Linked DNA regions of Columba livia: region 2 is linked to region 1. The links are chromatin contacts, called in public Hi-C maps. All regions are on one chromosome and are shown on one strand. The core of a region is the stretch at or near the end of the contact, and the rest is flanking DNA. Distances in the headings are between cores, read along the strand shown.

Region 1 (5,186 bases), core at 1,433-3,932:
AGTTAACTTCATACATTGTATGTACGCTTTATGAATTTGCCCTGGTAAGAAGGCTTCAATGATTGTAAAGATGTATTGGTTCATACATCACTAGAACTGTTCCAAAATATGCCAGATTTGGAAAAACAATGGGTAAAGTAATTAAGGTGATGTGAAAGCTCTTGATGTCAAAGTGAGGGAATTAACGGACCTACCTTTTTCTTCAGGATAGCGGAGTTTTTCGAAATAACGTACAATAGTTGTGCTTTACATGGAGCCCTGAAGTCTTGCTGCTGCATGTCAGCTTACAAGCGATTCTGGAGATCTACTGTTGTGTTCCGTGCTTGGTTTAGGAAATTACACTATATCTCTAAATTCTTGATGTTCTTCACACTGTCAGCTGCAAATGTGCAAACTGCCCAAACTGTGTTTAGCTCTAAAGCTCTTTTTCAAGCCTGAATGTAGAGGCTGGGAATCTGCTGTTATCTTTTTCTTGGCAGTGTGGTTGGACATGTGTCTTGTACTGCTGGTGCAGAGCTAAGTGAAGTTCAGGAATTTTGGCACTGTATTCAGAGTGACTGTTGGAATTCCAAAAGACCCAACGACCTTACAGGTGAAGGATGGTCAAGTTGACCTAACATGGTGAAGAAATGTCAACATTAGGTCCTTTACGTGGTAGACTTACAAGGTGAATTGCAGGAAGAGTTTTAGCAGAGGTGCGCTGACAAAAAGCCATTGAAAAACAAATTATATACATACTAAAGTATTACTGATGTTCTTTAATATTAGTTTTTCTGATAACCTTCAGTTGTATAGTTAGTTAAATATGGTTAAGGATTGACAGAATTTCCAGAGATCTCTGAAGCCTTTGTAAAGGGCTGCAGTGCCAACGAGTTTTCAGTGAGCACTGAAAAGATGGTGAGAAGGGAGCAGATGTTTAACTAACTTAGCTGAAGGAACCCTGCATGATGGCAAAGCTAAGACTGACAGGAAACCTTTCTTTTACATGTTACAAAAATACTTGGTGGCACTTAAATCCTATTTTACTATCGTCTTCCAAGGACCATTTAAAAAAAACTTGACTTGAACTAGCTGCAGGGTCTCTCTCAACAACCCAAGCCTCTTTTTCTTCCCTTTGAAAGAAGATTTCTGGTCTTTCTCCTGGCATCAGAAATCATGATCTCTGCTTATTTTGGGTACAGACTCTAAAATTTAAACTTTGGTTCTGAGATCTCTGTGGCATTAGTTTTCGGGGAGTATATAGGCAGACATCCTCTTAATTTTTTACCTCTTTGCTTCCTTCTTAATTTTCTTGTAATTGTGTAATGCTTTTGACAGGATAATCTACAATTTTGTAAAAATATCAGATTGTTACCTAGGCAATCATCAAAATTGAAACCTGTATTACTGAAATTACATTTTATGTGCATTAGGAGTGTTCATTTGAATGGTATGTTCTAGTGTTTTGTTTTATTTTGTTGTATTTTTTAAAAAAAACTTCTATGTTATATAAAAGTTCCTTTTTAAATTAAAACCAAAAACTTTAGTGTCCTGATAAGTATCAGAGAGACACTGTGGATTAATTTCTGCATCGACTGACTTGGTGACCATATTGGCCTGCTGTTAGGCCCAGAAAAAACGCTTTGATGATAATAGTGGTAATGAACATGGTAACCATGAATTTTGTGGTTAAAATAAGGGAAGGGCTTTGTCTTTAGTCTTTTAATCAGCTAAACCTACCTGTTTAGGGTTTGGGTTTCTTTTTGTCTCTAGCTCTTCCTGAGGCTTGCAGTTCTGGAGTGCTCTCAACTAGAATTTGTTGCTTTCTGTGAAATATGCTTTCATCCATGATGTTTATGTTGAGTTCAGTGACCTAATGTAATAGTCATGATAAATGTTGTTTCCAGTGGTGGCTGATTTTGTCCAAATTATTTAGACTTTAACTAGTTTAGGACTCAGACACCAAATACGTCGTTTATTAATGTCTTGTTTTGCAGTGATACCATACTAGCTCAGGATGCTAGAGAGCATTCTTTTTCGTATTTTGTAATGGGTGTGTTGGAAATGACTGCTTTGTAAGCATTTTGGTGCCGTGCCATATGGTGGTTGACAGAATAGAGTTAATTTTCAGCCTACTAAATTTTGACTTGCAACAAAATTTCATCCAATGCTAAAATCGTGGCTTCCTGGCAGAATTTTTCAGGGGAATGTTGGTGTCATTAAGAGATGAAACTGCAATGGTTTCTTATGTGAAGACAGTCAGCTCCTGAGGTCTTAGATATGTTGAATAGAATTTTTAAGTTCTAATTCTGTAGAATTTGTATATCCACACTGCAGCTAGCTTGAATCTCAGTGAAAATGTGTCCTTCACTGAAAACAGTACAATGAGAACACTGTTCTTGAGCTAGCATGGAAACAACAAGCAATATTTTCTTGCCTTTTTTTTTTTTTTACAACTCATGAGATGGATGACACTGAGAGCAGTTTGATGTGATGCGATCTTAAACTTCTTACTAATCTATAAGCGGTCCGAAAGAAGTGTGTGAGCATTGAAAAAGAAATACAAACACAAACCAAAAACCAACTAGTAAATTGTCTTCCCTGCTGGCTTCTCACGTAGCTATCAGGCCAGCTGCAGGTTTTCAGCTCCAGAGGAGATTCTCCGTGGCCACTGAGGCAGAGCACTGAGGTGCTGACAATGGTCAGAGCTGCGGAGCTGCTGCTCTGATCACCTGCAATTCCGGGATCCTGCTTTGCACAAAGCTTGGGGTCAGTTAAACAGGTTTCTGTCACCATCCAGTGGCTAAATTTAGAAATTGCAGTCCAAATTTTTAAAAAACAGTTGAAAGCTGCATGTATCTTTTGAAAGGCTTGCGTGTATAGTGTGAAACCACCACGTGCTCATGTAGCTCACTGTAGCTATTGCTGTACCCTAAGAAGATACTCTTGAGTCTTTTTGTGATAACACTGGATAGTGGGTGGGGAGAGAAGGAAAACGATTCCTAGTTATGGTAACAAATTGGTACTTCATGTGTTTGAGAACATAGCTGCATGCTGTAAGCATCTCTGTTTGCTGAGGCAATGCAGTATGGAGCTCCCTTTGGTGATGGGGCTTTTTGTCCATTTCTGCCTTCCCTCCACTGGACCCATCTCAGTTGCTCCAGCCTCAGTTTTTAGGGTTGTTATTAAGAGGAGACCTCCCCTTCCTTACCAGGTGTGTTCTATAGTGGTGTCAGCCCTGAGATGTCCCCGCACCATTTCTAGGCTGCAGCTGAAGAGGTCGTAGGTACCTCCTGAAACTGTAACATTTGCCTTGAGTTGCCTGATTCCCTGTGTGTAGCTTTGCTTTTGTTTTGGCGCAACATTTTTTTTCCATGCTGTGTATTTTCCAGATGAACTCTTGTCACTAAATATCTGTGTCCCGCTGCCTTAGCCCTTCTCAGCGAGAAGGTGAAGGGGGACTCCCCATTGAGAGGAGGACTGGTTTATTGTAGAGATCAAAGCAACTGTATTGTTATGTTGCTTATTCCTTTTCTGTGAAGCAGTAAAAGTTGGGGTTTGATTTAGTTTTCTTCTGCCTGTGGAATTATCCAGCCTAAACCAAAATGATTTGGGAACAGCAGATCTCTGGGTCTTAATAGGAATAACTATGCATTTTGTGTTTTCTGTGACTCTTCAATGATTCTCTAGAGAAATAGTGTTCGTAAGATTTTTTTTTTTTTTGTCCATTTTTCTACTAGCTATCTGCGTTTATTCTCATACTGTTGTTTGTTTTATGCACTTAGTGTTCTATGCTCCTTTTTGTTACCTTCTTGCCATTGCAGCCTTCTTGTTTTATGTCCTTACCTGTATTTTGAAGGAGGATTACACTTTGGGTGATCATTGGGGTAAGTCTAGTATCAGTTTCAGATATCATTTAACATGCTGAGCCTAGAATTACATCAGGGAATGCCCTTGCTTTTGCTGAGAGCTTGGAGGGTAGATCTGGAGCAGAGTGATATATATGCTGGGGTTCTAAAGCTTTCACTGGTAGTGGAACATAATACTTGAAAACTTCTGCACTTAAAATTCTCAGGCGACAGAACAAATGCTTTTTCTGTCTCTCAAGAAGGTGTCGTTCAAAGATGCTGTTCTGAAGACAGGCTGGCTGTGTTTGTTAGTGGGCTTAATATGTTCTTCGTATGTTCATGCTTCTTTTGACTCCTGCCCTGTGTTTTTTGTCCCCATGCATTTGTGTTGGAGTGTTGTTTGTTTTGGTGTTTTTTGGTTTTGTGTTTTGTTTTGGTTTTTGTTGTTTGTTTTAATTTCGTTTTGTCTTTTAAGTGTTCTTGATGAATCACAGGAGAACCTTTTCCTCAGAGTCCGTGCTGTTTGGATGCAGTCTGTTTGCTCAATTGTGTAGATGATGGGACTTTTTTTCTTACATAGTGTGGTTTGCGTGATTTTTTTTTTAAGTCTACAGAGGCTGTTAAGTTTTTTATCTTGACATGAACTGATACTGGGGCACACAGCAATAATTCTGTTATCCATACTACCATGGATGTGTTGAAACACACTTCTAGCTCCTGCTGTTGTAATGTTTTGCCCACCTTACTTTTGCCTTTGTCAGTAACATAGTTCATTTTTGGTTTTTTTTAATAAAAAGAGGGAAAAGTACTCTATGTGAGACTGAAAATACTTTTTCAATATCAGTAATGGGTACTTTCATTTTCTGGAAAGCTAGGAGCTTTCAGACCTTTAGAAAACCCTTAGACCGTGAGTCATTGCAAACAGAATCACTGGATCACATGAGATCACTCAATGCCCCAATGAAATAGACTGAAGAACTTGAGAAGCTCTAAGATCAAATCTGTTTTATCAATGCGAAGTGAATGTATGATGTGTTTGAGGAGGGCATCTTGATTTCGCATCTGCTAGAGGATACTGTGGGGTGTTGGATTTTGTGTGAGATGCCAAAGGTATTTTGAGTATTGTGTTGACAGATTCAGTATCTTTTGGAAGCAAAAGCTCCCCTTGTAGCAGTTTTATGATATCCATGTAGTGTTTGCATGGTGTGTATGTGACTTGGATCGACTATTATTTTAGCAAAATTCCAATTTTTTGGAAATTATGCCTATGAAAATAACTCAGTCTTGGTTACTGACTGGGTTTGAACCAGTTTTATCATACATTCCTGACACTTTTGGAGCAACAAATATATGTTTTCA
Region 2 (5,186 bases), core at 1,337-3,836, 48 kb before region 1:
TGGCATCACAGCGGCTGTGCCTGTCACCGAGGTGTGCGTATGCATTGTCGTTCTCCCACAGTGGCATCCTGATGGAGAAAGGAAAATGGATGAGCTCCTGCTGCCGTGGCATATGGCAGCTGCAGGACGTCCCTGCTCTTCTTTCCCCACTGTCCTGTTTCCAGTTCCTCCATGAGGCCGAAGCCCAGACTCCACCACTGCTCTCAGCCCCACACTGGCCACCCCAGTAGGCCCTGTGCCCGGCTGCAGGACGGATGCTTTGCTCTGGCCCTGCTCCATCGAGTCATGGCCATTCTCTTTCCTTGCTGACATAGCAAATGGCAACAGAGAGTTCCTGAGAAGATTCATCCAAGCACAACTCCCAAGGTTTGCACAGCAGGGCTGATTTCGCTCAGGCCTGCTTGCGGGGGATACCTGAACCAAAGTACTGCTCACCCTGTCACACCTGGTGGAGTCTGCAGTGGACTCAGTGCTGCTTGGTGAGGACATGTCTCTGCTGCCTGGGCGCCCACCAGAGCCCACAACGTGGGCTGCCTTCCCCTGGGGACTCTTCCTGCCCTGGTACTGCAGCACCGGTGCCAGAGACCCCCCAGGGACTGATGAAACGGCTCCTTCGGCTGCCGTGTAGCTAGCCCAGGTACAGTAAGTGTCAGGGGGTAAGTGGCCTCTCTTCTGTATTTACCTAATGTTTGCTTTTTTTCCCTGCACAAGAAATCTGCATATGCCTTCAAGAAGGCAGCTGGCAAGGGAAGGTTTCTGTCTTCCCTGCCCTACCTGTTCCTTCCTGGACCTTTGCAGGATCTTTTCCTCACAGAAGGATGGGAAGCTCAGGTGTGTTAGGAGATGACTGTGAGCGTTGGTAGGGGTGAATGGTCAGCAATGGAGAGGCTTATGTATGTCTCTTCCACTGAGATTCCCTTGTTGTTTATTTTGGGTAAACCAGAGGTTAAATGGCAAGTCAGTGACTGGCAAAATAAACCACAAAGATGAGATAAGCAAGCTGAAAACTGTCTGGTCTTGAGAGGCGCAAGTTAAGAGCATGGAAGATCAAAAAGTGAATAGCCAAAGTACTAAAGTACTGAGTAGATGAAAAAGAAAAATTGTATTTTTTTGGAAGTGGGTTGGTTTGCTTGGTTTGTTTGTTTGTGTTTTCTCCCTATTCCTTCTGAAGTTTGTCTGAGTCATGTTTTTATTTTGGGTTTTTTTTCTGTCATCAGAATTCATTTCACATTCTAGAACTTTGAAAACAGCAAAAAATTCTTAGTCTTATTCTTTGGCAACCATGAAAGGATAAGTTCGTAGGTAACAGGCTTTATGTTTGAAAGCCGTGAGATCAGACTCCATTTTTAAATACCCTGGTGTGTTATGCTGCTTTGTGAAGATCTTAAATTGAACTGGTTTTTGTGGTGAACTGCTGAACACCGGGCATCGTAGGCTGAAGAAGCGTAATGATGCACCATTTACAGCAGTGTAGGGTTTCAGTCAAACCTAATCTTTTCAAGCCACTTTAGGCATTAAAGAGGTTCATCAAAGCGCCAAATTAGCAAAGAAATAAAAGTGCTGGGCACCTCTGACCAGCCCTTCTGACTTTGCTGGAGTTTGCAAGTTTCAACCTGCATGGATTTTCATGCATTTCTCTTTCACCTGGAGAAGGTGAAAGAGCACTAAGCTGAATTCTCTTTGATTTTTACCATAACAAGGAACATGTTTGTACCAGTTTGCCAGGAGGTATTATGCAGTAGCGCATTACTAGAAAATCCTCTTTCTAGTAAATCTGCACTTAGGCGTGGATCAGCGTTGACGCTTGCACAAAATGGCTGACTGGTTGTGCTAACGGTCAGTGCCTTCCTGGAATCTAATCACTCAGGTTACTCAGGTCCTCGGAATATTTTGACACTAAAGACTGCTGTATCAAATCACTGTATTAAATTTATATGACTGGGCAAAGGAATACCTGACTGCTTTTTGAAAGTTTTTTTTACATATTTGCAAAATTATGAAGGTGGCACACTTTCATGTCTTAAAATTTAGTAGGCTTTTTCATCATAATGTTTCATCTGTCATATTTGAGGATATTGCAAACATGAATGTTTAGTACCTTTGTTCAGTCTTCCCTTTCATCCCCTCTGTATTTTGACATATCTTTCCTTACAATCCTGTGCTTTCCCCTGTGGTGTTTCAAGTCAGATGTTTGGCATATTATATTTGGGTGTTGCTGCTGGTTTGTGTGGAAAATAGGAGACATTTTCACTGGAACTACCTGCTCTGTCAGCAGCAGCAGGATATAAATCCTGCATGCTGGGAGCCGAACGCCGGTCGCTCTGCAAGAGCGGCCGTGGGGCCCGTGTGGTGGCCGTGGGGCCCGTGTGGTGGCCGTGGGGCCCGTGTGGCTGCTGTATCGGGTTCTCCCTGGTGGCGGCAGCCGGTGCCGGTAAGATAGCAGGGGGAGGCAGTCGCACCCAGCGTCACCTACCGTCCCATTCCCTTCTTCCTTGGCGTTTTGCTTTTCCAACAGGGCTGCATTTGTTGCTTTTTTAGCTTCTGTTTAGCTCTGCGGTGTCTCCTCTGGAGCCTGCAGTTCTCTGCACCTGTGGTTCTGCCCTGTTCTGCAGTAGCCAGTTCTACACTGTTTCAAGCCGTTTACACCATTTTGTTGATAAAACAACGTCCCTGCCTTTCAGCAGACTGTGTAGTTACTAGGTCTGCGTGCACACAAGGTAAGGAACTAACTTGTTTAGAGCGGCAGTTGTTTTTTTCTGAACGTGAGTTAGTATGTCCCAGCTGCCTGACGGAGCCGAAAAGAGGCCCCCGCTGTCACCACTGTTCGTGCCAGACCAAGGCTGTGTGCTGTGAGCTTCCAGGCCTCCGGTGCAGAGGGGAGGGTGGGGAAGATGGCGGCAAAACAAGCAGGAAAAAGGAGAGACCAGTTGCTTCCAGAAGCAAAACTCGGCTCCCTGTTATGTCATACCTGTTTCCTCCCCCCACACCTAAAGTCACACTCTCCTCTTCCCCAGACAGCCTGATGTATGAAGTGCCTTCAAGAAATCATTGGAGCAGCACAGCATTTTAGGAACACCTGTGGAAGCCATCACTGCCCATCTTTGCAGAAAGCAGGTGCTGTTTTAAAGCAGCATTTCATTACTGCAGATCTATTAACGGCGATTTTGTATAATCCAAAAATAGCTTGTTCAGTTTGAGAGTGAGGACATTCTCCCTAAAGGTCCTGGGAGCCCAAGGCCATGGCCGTGCTATGTTCAGAAGGCGTATCACTGGTTATCTTCCATCCAGCTGGACTGAGTACAGCAGTACTCAAATAGCAACACCAGGTTCAGCATGGGCTGAACAAGGGTCCAGCTTCCCAAGAGGCTTCTAAAACCTGGAGCGGTGAAAGCTTCGCCTGGCCTGGCTGCTACAGACGTTTTACTACGCTGCAGCATAGTAATGTAACTTTTTGCTGTGACTGATGAGTGAGAATACCATTCAAATCATTAGGACAGAAAATCTTGAGGGCTTTGTCCTGCTACCAAGCTACTTACGTTTGAGTGTTCGTGTATTCAGCAAAGTAGCTGAATGTAGTTATTGAATGAAACTGCATGTAGTTCTATGCTTTTGGAAACAGAAAGGTAAAATGCATTCACATAAGACCCCAATGAAAACTTGTTTTTAGCCCATGTTTACTGCTGACTAATGGCCTACTTGCTGTTGGTTCATACAGAGCAGCTGTACTTCAATGGCAGCAATGTTATCCTGTGTCCAGGCCCTGGGTGTGCACCTTACCTTTGGAAATACAAAAGTATTATCTAACTACTTCTGCTGATGTTACTGTATTTAAAAGAACATATGCATGTCAGAAGAGAGGGTAGTGAGCATGTGCATGTTGTTACTCCGTGGCCAATGTGAGATAACGTGGTAAATCATAACCACAAAAGGTTTAAGGTCATTCATTTTACATTGCACTGTCAATTCCCATGATTCAGCTGAGAAGTGGTAATTCTGTATAGCTTGATAACTTGTTCTCATCCAAGGCATGTAAGTGCTGAAACACTTGAGTGGAACGGTGCCTTGAAAAGTCACACCAACACCACTTTGTATGATGGTGGTGAACAGTCTGTTCCTTACAAAACTGTTGGTACTGCAGCTTGCACTAAAAAAGATGATGGCAGTTGTCTTACAGGCATTAAGTTTTCATGTTTTATTTAACATATTGCTGAGCAAAAATGAAGAATCATTCTTGTTTAATTTGCTTACACATTAATATTTGGATTTGATACCTTTGTCCTGGAGAATGGCAGTTTCAGACTCTCATATAACACAGTCTGATACAAATTCCTAAAAATCCTTATCAGGAGACTTTGGCTTGATTTTTCCGAGCAATGGAGTGCTTTCTGAATGCAAACATGCCCAAAATATCAGTGTAGGTAACTGCTATGTAAAAGGTTCTTGTTTTAAACGTCTGATCATGGAAGTGGTATCCTCAACTAGGAGATTACTGTGGAAACCTTAATACATTAAATCTGCATTTGCTCATTATATCCAGAAACTTTTGACACCTTGGCTAATATGACCAACAATGCTTGGTAGGGTTTTGTTGTTGTTGTTTTGATTTTTGTTTAGACAAAAAGTATGAAAGCATAAACTTAAAACTCATACGGATTATAAGCGATAAGCATATAACTGTAATTGTGGAACAAAGCACATTTTGTAGTGTGTTAAAAGTTTTGGGGAATTATGTAGCGAGAAAGAAGAGCAGCCAACCTGTGTCCAGTGTGGCAGTTGCACAAGGGGCGGATATGTCCTGTGTTGCTTTGAAAATCTGCTTGCCAGTGAGAATTCAGGCAGAGACACCAAGATCCAGCTCCCTCTTCTTTTTTTTTTTAACGTTCTATTTTTTTCTCTTTTTTTCTTTTTTTTTCTTTTTTTTTTTTAATTTTCTCAATATAATTTCCCTGGTGTACAACCAGGTCTGGTGTCAGGGTGAGTGCAGAGTTAGGTCGAGGTTAACCAGGCTGGCACAATGGAAGGCACAACTTGCCAGTGAGCAGATTGTACCCAGCGACTGATTTCGGAGCAAAGGAGCCAAAGGAGGTTTTTTGTTGTCGCTTTTCTTTTTCTGCCAACCAACGATGCCTTCAAAGGACTCTCTGTTGTTTGGCATGGAAAGTTTGGTGAGTTCCCAGCCGTACTAT

What was found. Hi-C and Micro-C count contacts between places; a contact is called where the count stands out from the background.
Region 2: a contact with region 1 is called in a Hi-C map of liver, with 5 times the contacts expected there. The contact joins two enhancer-like sites. A contact is called at or near these places in 2 of 2 Hi-C or Micro-C datasets (crop and liver).

What each region holds. Positions count from the first base shown.
Region 1 is chr10:4,618,092-4,623,277 of bColLiv1.pat.W.v2, reverse strand. The region is part of intron 8 of IARS1 (isoleucyl-tRNA synthetase 1); the gene reads left to right. Among named protein-coding and RNA genes, the nearest start is that of IARS1, 15 kb to the left of the region's middle. Within about 2 kb of position 2,682, at least 1 of the 3 cell types and tissues checked has an H3K27ac peak away from gene starts, as active enhancers do.
Region 2 is chr10:4,665,636-4,670,821 of bColLiv1.pat.W.v2, reverse strand. No RefSeq gene overlaps it. Among named protein-coding and RNA genes, the nearest start is that of NOL8, 17 kb to the left of the region's middle. Within about 2 kb of position 2,586, at least 2 of the 3 cell types and tissues checked have an H3K27ac peak away from gene starts, as active enhancers do.